Regions from separate parts of the Gossypium hirsutum genome. Here all the other regions are linked to region 1. The links are chromatin contacts, called in public Hi-C maps. All regions are on one chromosome and are shown on one strand. Each heading gives the region's core, a stretch centred on a gene start, on an enhancer-like site or on the middle of the called end of the contact. The rest is flanking DNA. Distances are from core to core; before and after follow the strand shown. Region 1 holds the start of LOC107950582 (pre-mRNA-splicing factor ISY1 homolog). Region 2 holds the start of LOC107950576 (late embryogenesis abundant protein At5g17165). Region 3 holds the start of LOC107950571.

Evidence for each region. A called contact is a pair of places that touch in the nucleus more often than the background predicts.
Region 2: a contact with region 1 is called in a Hi-C map of leaf, with 2.7 times the contacts expected there. The contact joins the promoter of LOC107950576 here to the promoter of LOC107950582 in region 1. A contact is called at or near these places in 9 of 34 Hi-C or Micro-C datasets (anther, leaf and petal).
Region 3: a Hi-C map of leaf shows a contact between it and region 1, with 2.9 times the contacts expected there. The contact joins the promoter of LOC107950571 here to the promoter of LOC107950582 in region 1. A contact is called at or near these places in 3 of 34 Hi-C or Micro-C datasets (callus and leaf).

Annotation. Positions count from the first base shown.
Region 1 is chrD03:7,505,596-7,509,381 of Gossypium_hirsutum_v2.1, reverse strand. LOC107950582 (pre-mRNA-splicing factor ISY1 homolog) reads left to right here and starts at 2,365. Exons shown (of 2, transcript XM_016885460.2): 1 at 2,365-2,669; 2 at 3,003-3,786. The coding sequence starts at 3,032. It overlaps LOC107950583, which reads left to right. Exons shown (of 2, transcript XM_016885462.2): 1 at 1-358; 2 at 1,290-1,536. The coding sequence ends at 344.
Region 2 is chrD03:7,786,755-7,790,468 of Gossypium_hirsutum_v2.1, reverse strand. It overlaps LOC107950576 (late embryogenesis abundant protein At5g17165), which reads left to right and starts at 2,390. Exons shown (of 2, transcript XM_016885454.2): 1 at 2,390-2,807. The coding sequence starts at 2,695.
Region 3 is chrD03:7,989,240-7,992,632 of Gossypium_hirsutum_v2.1, reverse strand. It overlaps LOC107950571, which reads right to left and starts at 2,047. Exons shown (of 3, transcript XM_016885452.2): 1 at 1,793-2,047; 2 at 335-537. The coding sequence starts at 1,888.

The DNA of each region.
Region 1 (3,786 bases), core at 1,116-3,615:
GAACTCCGGGGCTGGATTTGATTACATTGGGCCTTGTCGATGCCGATAAGATACCCAAATATGAGCTGACGGTGGAGGATGGCCGGAGATTGTCCAAGGAGTATAGTCGGGTTTTGATGAGGAAGCATAGGGCAAGGCAGGCTGCTGAGACTAATTTGTTGAGAATGAAAAAGGAGGCAATTGATGCGTTGCCGGAGAAACTTAAGGAGGCGGCTATGATACCAGATTTGACCCCATTTCCGGCAAATCGATTGATGGCGTCTTTGACTCCACCTATTGAAGGGTATATTGAGAAGGTTAAGGAAGCGGCTAAGAAAAGTTCCACCAAGCAGAAGCTTAGGTGAAGGCGAGGTGGAAGGTATTTTAACCCTTTTTCTTCATTAGGTTATTGACGAATCGTTAAGTGTTTTAAGTAATGCTGTTTTTTTCTTATTAAAAATTCAACTTGAAGTGAATGTATATGGAACTCTTCTTTTTTGGGGGGGGGGGTGGGGTGGGGGTGGGAGTGGGAGTTGAATTTAAACCAATTAGGACTTAAAATCCAAATATGAGTGAGTGACTTTTGTTGGTTTGATTATATCAGTTATGCAACACTTTCAATCTTACTTAAACTAATAACTTGCTTTTTTTATTGCACTATCATTCACTAATCTCTGGACTTGAAATTGATTCATTGAAGGTAGAACCATAGGATAGAATTCATATGGCATTGATTGACGGTTTTACTTGCTACCATTCAAAGACTACTTCATAGTTTTGTTTAAAACATAGGTTTCGACTATGTTGGATACTAAGTCTTCGATGCTCAATTACAGCAATATTTTTGATCAAGTTATGTTATAAATAAATTGTTTCTTGCTCTGGCTGAGTTCCAATTGGTGCTTCCTGTTATTGGTCACGTTTGCCATTTGGCATGTTTAAGTTTTTGTAGTATTGGCATCTTCTTGTTCAATCTGACTTCCAATTTGTGATATATTCGAATGTCATCCTGTGTATGTGGGCGCGCATTGCATGTGTGCCTGTGTGGATTAGACATCTATTTTTATCGTAAAAATTTGCTCGACAGTTAATAATCCAAGTGTTGCACATATACTTCTTACCCGTAAAAATGAACATGAGCAGGGTATATTTTGGTGTAGTAGGAATTGGTCTGGCGAGTATATGATGTAGGTATCTTGAAAGTATATTTACTATATTAATTGCTAGGAACCTGTATCAACAACCTGCCAATTTCTATGCCTCCTTTGTTCTAATGAATGTTTTTCTCACTAGATCTTTTGCGGCTGCAGTAGGCAAGGGACAAACTTCACTCGTGAAACTGATGATCAATTACAGCTGCAATGTAGTGTGATTTTCTCTGATGGCAATGAGTCTCAAAACAAGAAGTATTCAACATTGAAATTGAGCAATGTCATATTTTCCGGTTTAACGTTGAAACTAGCATGATGTGTTGTGATCCAAGCATAGGCAGCAACTTACAATTATTATTTCCTCTTTGAGGACTTGCTTGCTATAATAATCTGATAGCTTGAATTATTGACGCCTGTTTTTCTTTTACCGTATTAATCATACTAGGGATGTCTTGAATTTTATCTAGTCCCTCCTACTAACGGTGTCTTAAATTTTATTTAGTCTCTTCTCGTGTAGAAGCTTAGAATTTTGTTCTGCAACTTAAGAGCTTGATTATTAAGACTGGGGTTGGATCACTATTAAGGGAAAAAAATTGTTAAAGAAAAAAAAGGTTTAATTATAACTTTTTCCTTTTTCAATTTATAAAAGTTGAGAATTTTTTTTTTTATTTGTCAGAATTTTATTTTACAGAAACTTAAAATAATTCAATTAGATAACATAGTTAAACTTTGACGTAAAATGTTGACTTAGTCTTAAAAATTAGCATTGGAATTAGTAAAAATTAGTAATTCAATAATTTATGTTCAAGGAATTAATAAAGATTAGTAACATTAGCAAAAGATTGGATGAACTTATCAGTTTTTGGATTTACCAATGAAATATAGAGATTAATTTCTAAAGTGGAGAGATAAAATTCTTTTAAAAAAATAGAAGTATCAGACATGCACCTTGCACGAACTATCAAAATCATAACCAAGTTACAAATCTCGATTCGGAGGTCTCTCTTTCCTTCTCTCTTTTTGGCTGGTTTATCATGTTTCAATTTTAATTCTTCTAGAGTTTTAGTTATAATTAGACTTAATCATGATTCAAATGATCTGTTTAAATCCGAAAATTTATCTGAAAAATAAAAAAAATTTGAACAAAAATATAATTCTAAAAGGTAAATTTTAATAAATAAATAAAAATCCATTTTTTAAATAAACCGATCCTCAGATAAAACTTTTTTATCCTAAGCCCGGCCCGAATCACATGCCTGTCTACCGCTTCTTTCCTTTTCCTCTTCAGCCGACTCCCCCAATTTCTAATCCCTAACAGCTAATTTCTAAATCCCTAACAAAATAACTTTTCCTTCTCCACTCCAACACCCACCGGCCACCACCATCATCGTTCACCAGTCAGGCAGTCACTACCAACCCACCACACACCCGCTGGAGGCTTTATAATTTTAATACGGATCGAGCGAGCAGACTTGCCATTTCTTTCTGAAACGTTTCAAGTTTTAAGACGTCTCACTTTCAGCTCACGTTTCAGGGCAGGTGAATTTCAAAATCCTTTGTTTTTCATTAAATTTGATTTTCTTTTGGTAAATGGAGGCATTTCAATGATAAGGTCTAGAGAAATATTGGCCTTGCCTTCATACTTTTTCAGTTTTTTTCTAATCTGTTGTGCACATTTAATGGTAAATTTATTTCTTATTTTTTCATGTAACTATTGTTACTTTAACCTCTGTTTGGTTGCCGAGAATACCGAGGAACTTAATTAGCAATTTTTACATTGTTCCTTTTTCTGTCTGCACTGAGTTATTTATTTGGAGATTAAGCGGTTAAAGCTTTTCTGACTCTCATTTGCTAAACTTTCTCAAAAGCTAGCTCTTGGTTCCGAAACCCTCAATCACAATATGGCTCGAAACGAAGAGAAAGCCCAGTCGATGCTCAATCGATTCATAGCCCTAAAAGCCGAGGAAAAAAAGAAGCCCAAAGAACGCCGCCCTTTCCTCGCCTCTGAGTGCCGTGACCTTGCTGAGGCCGACAAATGGCGTCAACAAATCATGCGAGAGATTGGCCGCAAGGTCGCTGAGATTCAGAATGAAGGCCTCGGAGAACATCGACTCCGCGACCTTAACGACGAGATCAATAAGCTTATACGAGAGAAGTCGCACTGGGAACGGCGCATCGTTGAACTCGGCGGCCCGAATTACGCCAAACATGCCCCTAAAATGACAGATTTAGAAGGGAACATAGTGGATGTTCCAAACCCCAGTGGCCGTGGCCCTGGGTATCGGTATTTCGGAGCCGCAAAGAAGTTGCCGGGAGTTAGGGAGTTGTTTGAGAAGCCGCCGGAGTTGCGAAAGAGGAGAACTAGATATGATATTTATAAGAGGATTGATGCGAGTTATTATGGGTATAGGGATGAAGAGGATGGAGTTTTAGCTAGAGTGGAGGGGCCAGCTGAGGCAAAGATGAGGGCTGAAGCCGAGGAAGAGTGGCGGAGAGTGGAGGAGATTAGAAGAGAGGCAAGGAGAGGGGCGAAGGAGGTGGTTAGCGTGGGAGCTGCTGCGAGAGAGGTTTTGTTTGAGGAAGAGGAGGATGTGGTGGAGGAGGAGAGGAGGGAGAGGGAGGAGAAAGAGAGGAAGGATAAGGAGAGGGAATTTGT
Region 2 (3,714 bases), core at 1,141-3,640, 280 kb before region 1:
ATTTAAAAAAGTATAAACTAATTCGCATTTTATGTATTATTTTGATAATTTGATGAGAATAGTTTATTTAAAAAAATTACTAAATGGAGTTATTAAGAGTATATAATATAATTATAATTTATTTTTCTATTTGGGTTACATTTATGGGTGATCAGTTTTATTATTACTTCTGGTTTTTCAATAAGGCATGCCTGGTATTTCTATTAATCTTTTAATTAAATCTAATATTAGTTAAGTGATAATTAAGATACTTAGAATTCTAATTAAGTAATAACTCTATTTTAATTTAATAAATTATTCTCATTTAATAACTCTATTTTAATTTAATAAACTATTCTCATTTAATAACTCTATTTTCATTTAAAATATAAAATTTACTGAAATATAAAATTTGTTGCTTCATAATATCTTAAGAGATTATTTTAATTAAAATAGTCTAACATGTTTATGTTATAAGTCTATTAAGAATATATTAAATTTATAAATAGATAAAATAGTTTATGTTTCCATTATTTAGTCTAACATGTTTATGTTATAAGTCTATTAAGAATATATTAAATTTATAAATAGATAAAATAGTTTAATTTATTTTTTTAAATTAAAATAGAGTTATTAAATGAGAATAATTTATTACATTAAAATAGAGTTATTAAATTAAACTATTTTAATTTTATAAATTTAATATATTCCCTTAACTAATATTAAATCAAAAGGAAAAAAATAATGGAAACATAAACTATTTTATCTATAAACATAAACTATTAAATTTAATAAATTAAAATAGAGTTATTAAATAAAAAAGTGAGTTGAAGGGGAATAAAAAGAAAATAATAAATAAGGAGAGCTTAGAAGGCAATTAGCTATATTTCAATTTTAGTGCGCACAACAGCAGCAATTAACTTTCAAAATTCAAAATGATAAATTTGCATGTCAGGTCCTTAAAACTACCCTTAACTAACATTTTAGTCCTTTGGCACCATTGGTGCCACCAATCACATTGGCACCTTTGGTGCCGCCAATGTGATTGGCCTGATCAGGCTGTGTCAGGTTTTTTTTCTGTTTTTTGTTTTTTTAGTATATTTTGGTAAATAAAAAAATTTATAATATTTTGGTATATAAAAAAAAGTTATAATATTTTGGTTATTTTTTATTTTTTTATAATAATTTTGTAAAAAACCCAGATAATCATGAGATAAGGGGCTCACTTCAAGCCCTCTTCCATCTATAATTACCTCTTCTTTCAAGAAGAGCAGGTAAGTGTCATGGGACTAGAATTTTAGTTTGACAAACCACACAACTTTAAGTAATTTCTTTGCTTCCAAGTTCACTTAAATTAGTTTAACTCTCGAAAAATGAAAATTCACAAGGAAAATTCTCTAAAGTACCAAAACGAAGTGGAATCAACTCCAAAAGACAAAGAGACTTGAATCGAACAAAAAAGTGTTTGAGTAAATGTTTTTAAACATATTCAATAACTTTGAATGGAATACAATAAAGGAAGTGATTACAAATAAGTGAGAATACCTCTATATATAGTTAATCTCACCTAGATCCAATGGTATAGATTGAATTACATCAACGTTTGAGATTAGTACCTATCTACAATATGAGAGTCCTGAGAGATTTAAACTCTATGCAATCTTATCCCTTAGGATTTACATTAACCATGGTAACTTTAGTTTTACTAGAGTGGTTCATTGGGCCTGTAAGGCTTTAAATAGACGGGTTTCTCCATATGTTCCTTGAATCTGAGTCAATTCAAATTTACAAATGAGCCCCATTTAATCAATTAAACTCTATAGGACACTCTGTGTGCATTCTTCACAAACTTTGATCTACAACCTGTGACATAAAAAGGAAGATAATATCAACAATTGCTCAAACATGATCTCTACTCCATAAAACCATTGTTTTCAAGAATCCTTCATACTAACCACGATGTAAACCGCCTCTATTCTCATGGCTCTTCACACCCTTACGGTGTAAACCACCATTATTGTGTGCTTTGCAACTTGTATGGCTTAAATGTTATAAAAGCTGACATAATATTTTAATTAAATAAATATAATATTGTAATTAATTTAGTTGACTGAGATAATTGTATAATTTATCTATATCTATACTTAAAAACTTTGATCAAATTTACGCATGAATTGATCAAACACCAACTCAACTAAAACATAATTAAAAAACCATCTTTTATAAAATAATAAATATTAACACATAATGATTAATGACATTTGAGTTTAAAACATCACCATTTCTAAAACATCAATTTTATTATTTCAATTAAAATCTCATCTAATTTTTATTTATATTTTTATAAATATATTATAACTTTTTTTTCGCTAATTATAAATTTTATTATATTGATGTTGCAAGTCACCTTATCCATAACAAAATATACCATTTTAATAAAAAACTTAATACAAAATTTCCGTCATAACGGTTGAGTGAAAGAAGACGGTTTGTTGGTGTAGGTGGGGTTAGCGGTTAGGTGCGGTGTTAGGCCGGTGAGGAGAATGTAGTGTGAGTTTGCCATCTCCATCATCCATCCTTCTACTTAGCTCTCTTTATTTATATATATATACACACTCCGTTGTAGAAAGGAAATATATTCCCATCTTCAACCGTTGCCTTATTGTTTCTTCCTCTTTTAGATTTTCTTTCTCTCCGTTTTCTTTCCTTACTTGTATGGCAGCCAATTTGAAGAGTGGTGGAGGGATCGCCAGCTTGGGGAAGCGACTTCTTAACCGCACCTCCACTCGCACCCCTTCTCTTTTCATCTCCACTTCTTCACCTACCAGGTTCTTTCTTAATTTTTCCTTGATCACAGTGCCATTTGATGTGATTTTGCTTGCTGCTACTTCAATTTCTTCCTTGATAAATTTGCCTTGGCATGATTTCCTGATAAGCTTGTTTAGGTTTAATTTATATTAATTTGAAAAATTTCTCCCTAAGATATGATGGTTTTACATCAACAAATAATGAAGTTTTCATTAAAACTGAGTCTCATGTGAATAACTGAATTCGGTGTATCAATTACTTTCCATTATATAAGTAGTATCACTAAATTCTTGTAAATCAATTACAATCGCAGGAAATTTTTAGGAATATTTCGTTTTCCTTTTTTTTATCACAATATCAGTATCACTTGCTATTTTTGTTTTGATTTTTTTTCCTCTGTAAATTTTAACTTAGTTACTAAATTAAAAGTGTAAGTATGTTTTTAATATTCATGAAAGTTGTTTGAATTGGATTTAATACCGATAAACGAACCGAAAATTAATCAAGTATCGGTCTAAAAAAATATTGAACCAGTCGAAAATATTTATTATTTTTAATAATTTATTAAATTAAATTAATGAACTATTGTAGAAAAAACATGGTTAGTAAGAGTTAAAATTAAAGAGAGTAAGTGTTTGTCGGGTTAATCGAGAAATCTCGTACAGAGTGGAAATGCCGTACTCGGTGGAGGGGTGGGTGGGGAAGGTAAAGGCTAATTGGATAAGGACGCATTTCCCCTGTTTGTCTCCTATTGGACACCCGTCTTTTATTGGGGGCACTCATCGTTTTTTACGCAACCCTTTTCATTTCTTTCTTTTTCTTTTTCTTTTTATTTTTCTGCCTTTCAACAATTAAATATTTTAATAAATCCATTTATCACTGCTTTATAAAGATAATAATGTCGGTAGAACACTCCTGTGCATGATA
Region 3 (3,393 bases), core at 798-3,297, 480 kb before region 1:
ATGCATCTGTCTATTATCAAAAGCTGATTCATTCTTCTCCCAAAAGACAAAAACATCAAACTAAGCCAGTTTGGCTTAAAATGATAAGGATGATTGAGTCATGGTGTCCTCTTATTTAAAAGGAAATAATAACTATCATAAACAAATCAAACTGAACATTCAGGCCGTTAGAGTAGTGCAGCAATAAAGGCTACTTATCATATGAAGAAAGCAGAAGATCCAGGTTCCAAAATTTAGTCCCTAGTCCCTACCAATAATAATAAGAAAATAAAAAACATATGATGCCAAAAATAAATCAGGAAAAAAGTCTTATCAACAAGTGCTCGAGAATCACCAAGAAATAACATAGAAGACAAGAGCTTTTGTCCAGTAGGAGTTCCAACTTCGACTGGTTCTTTTGCAGCAAATACACCCAGTTGGAATATTAATAATTATATGAGCTACCAGAAGTGCGGCAGCGGCAGTTAAGCCAAGACCAAGTGCAGGACTTCGGGGATAAGAACATTGTGTAGTGGATACAAACTTAACTTCTGAAGCCTATAGAGGGAAAAAAGGACAATTGGTCATCACAAGAATTCCAGAAAACATATATCCAAGTAAACTTAATGCATAGAGAAGTAGTAGCATATCATTCATATTTTCAGTTTCACAAGCTCCAATTAAAACAGATTTTGAAAATTAATGCCAGCAGGTATTTTGGACAAAATAGATGAACCAAGTAATTTCACTATTTGTACTTGTCTTTAGAAGCATAAAGCTGTCCACACCATAGGTTCTGCGCTTAACAATTTAACTCAGGCTTCCAAAAAAATAGCATGGACTGTGAGTGCAAGCATTCGGCTCAAAATTTTAAAGAAACAGCCAATTATATGAGATAATAGTGCTCCCCGTAAAATGGAATACAGTGACAATGGAGACAAATAAATTGCTTTCAATGTGCAAAAGAGACTAAAGTTAACTAATCAAAGGATTGTTGCAAGAACTTGCCCAAAGTCCCATTCAAAGCATGCACAAAACTGAACTCATGCAAGTGGAACATGGAAGTGGTTTAACCAATACTCATTCTATATGCCAGGATGACTAAAATATGATGAAAAAGAAAAAGAAACAGAAGCCTCACTGCTAGAACCTCTCCCATTATTTGGTAAGACTTCAAACTCTACAGATCAAATCCCACTTTGGTCTATAATGAATCTCTCCTCCATTAACTTTTCAATAATAATAATGACTAGCCCTCAAATACCTTGAATTTTTACTTCACTGTGCTTAGGTTAAGAATCTGGTTTCTCTATGTTTCTGTTTCATACATTCATCCCTTCAGAAAAACTCCCAATAAAAAAAAGGCACTTAGCTAAATAAATACCAGAGGGTAGGGCTCTCAAAGCATTATCTTCTTTTTCTGAGGTCACAAGCATTAAAAAACAAAAGAAAATACCATCTGGTTTCTCTATGTTTCTCAAGGAATTTTTCATAAGAAATCACAAGCGTTAAAAAGAAGAAGAAGCTATAGTCTTCTACTAAAAGAAAATACCATACCCACTAAAACTAAGATGTCTTAACTCTTAAGTTATATTTCATTTTTCATCCCCCATGTATACTTAAAAGGAAAAAAAAGAAAAGTAGACAATGTTTTTTTTTAAAGTAACAGTTTTTATTCTTTTGCAGAGTGTTAATCACCCCAAAACAGACAGGAGTAAGGCAAAGCCAAAAGAAAAAGAAAGGGAAAAAAGGACAAGGATTTATAAGAAATTCATCAGAGAAGATCTAATCAAAACTCTATGTATAAACTTACCTTGATCCTAGTAGCTTCAGCAGCAAAACCAGTAGCGGCTGATAATACTCCCAGAAAGGCGACAACACTGCATAAAACTAAGCCCTTTCTTTCCATCTATTTCTCCTTTTCACAGCCCTTGTTCAAAACTAGAGATTTTCTCTTTGTCTGAAACAGATACAAATTACTTAGGATGAAGGAAGTGTTTTTCTGAAAGGAGAAAGAAAACATAAAGTTGGTACCCAGACCAAAGCTTGCCGTTCGTTAATTGTGTGTGGCTCTTAGATATATTATGTGTTTTTATATTGGGTAAATAACACTAAGCTCACTAATAATTATTAGTAAGTTTATATTAGTTCAAAATGTTATAAAATAATTACTGAACTATTTTAAAGTTTTTATTTAAACCTGTAATTTTTTTTATTAAAGTTTAGTTAGTGAATTCTCAACGACAATTTGACGATTGTATTGACGAATAGAAAAATATACCTTAAATTTAAATCGATCTAACAGTTAGTGTAGAAAATCAAAGAAGAAAGCTTTTTAGATTTTAATTTATAAATTTATGATGTTCAAAACTATTTCATGAAAATAATTAGACTGTCAAAAAGAAGAGGAAAAAAACTTTTTAACTTGTACAAACAATGCGAACAAAGAAAGACACACAATAACAATTTTAATAGTATAGTGACTTAAATGAAAATTTACAAATAAATCAATAATTATTTTATAAATTTTCAAAGTTGAATAACAAAAAATAAATTTATTAATAATTTAATAATCTTAAATATAGTTTTACCTTTTATATTATCTCTTGATTAAAACCGTTATTATTGAATTTAAATTATATTAAATTACCTTTCTAGCATAATTGCGTGAAAAATAAATTTATATAATAAATAAATTTATAAAAATATTGATATAAAAATTAATTAAGAGTTTGATTTAAATGGTAAAGTTATTGAAATTTTATTATGCTTATATTTATTTAAAAGATATAAAAAGATAAAAGACTAAAATAATATATTTTACTTTATAAAACAACAATATTTTAATTATTAGTTAATAGAGTTGATACTCGGTTGAATAATGACGCCAAATTTTTCGAGGGCTTAATATAGATTAGGATTATCCTAAAAAACCACTTTTTAAATATCAAATAAAAAGTATCACTTCATATTTTTTTTAAAATTAATTAATATTATATATTTTCTAATACCAGATCAATTTTTTTATTAATATTTTAATTTTAATTAGAGTTGATTAATTAAATAAAATTAACAATTAAAACAAAAGTAAGGTAAGGTTTATGGTACATTATTTTAACTAAGTTTAAGGGTTATAATTTTAGGGAAGTGTTAGATTAAGGGTTAGTTCTTCATTGCTTTTGAAAAATGTTTTTGAGAAGTGCTCTGGAAAAGTGCTTTTGAGAAGTGCTTTTGAAAAATTTGAGTGTTTGATATTGCTGTCAAAAAGTACTTTTGAAAAATAAAATGTCCATTTTAGACATGATATTATAAAGTAACAAATATGTATTTATAATGTTCAAATTAGTTAATATTATAATATTTTAGTAAAAATATAAAAAATAATTTATTATAACTTATTGTTAATATTTTAAT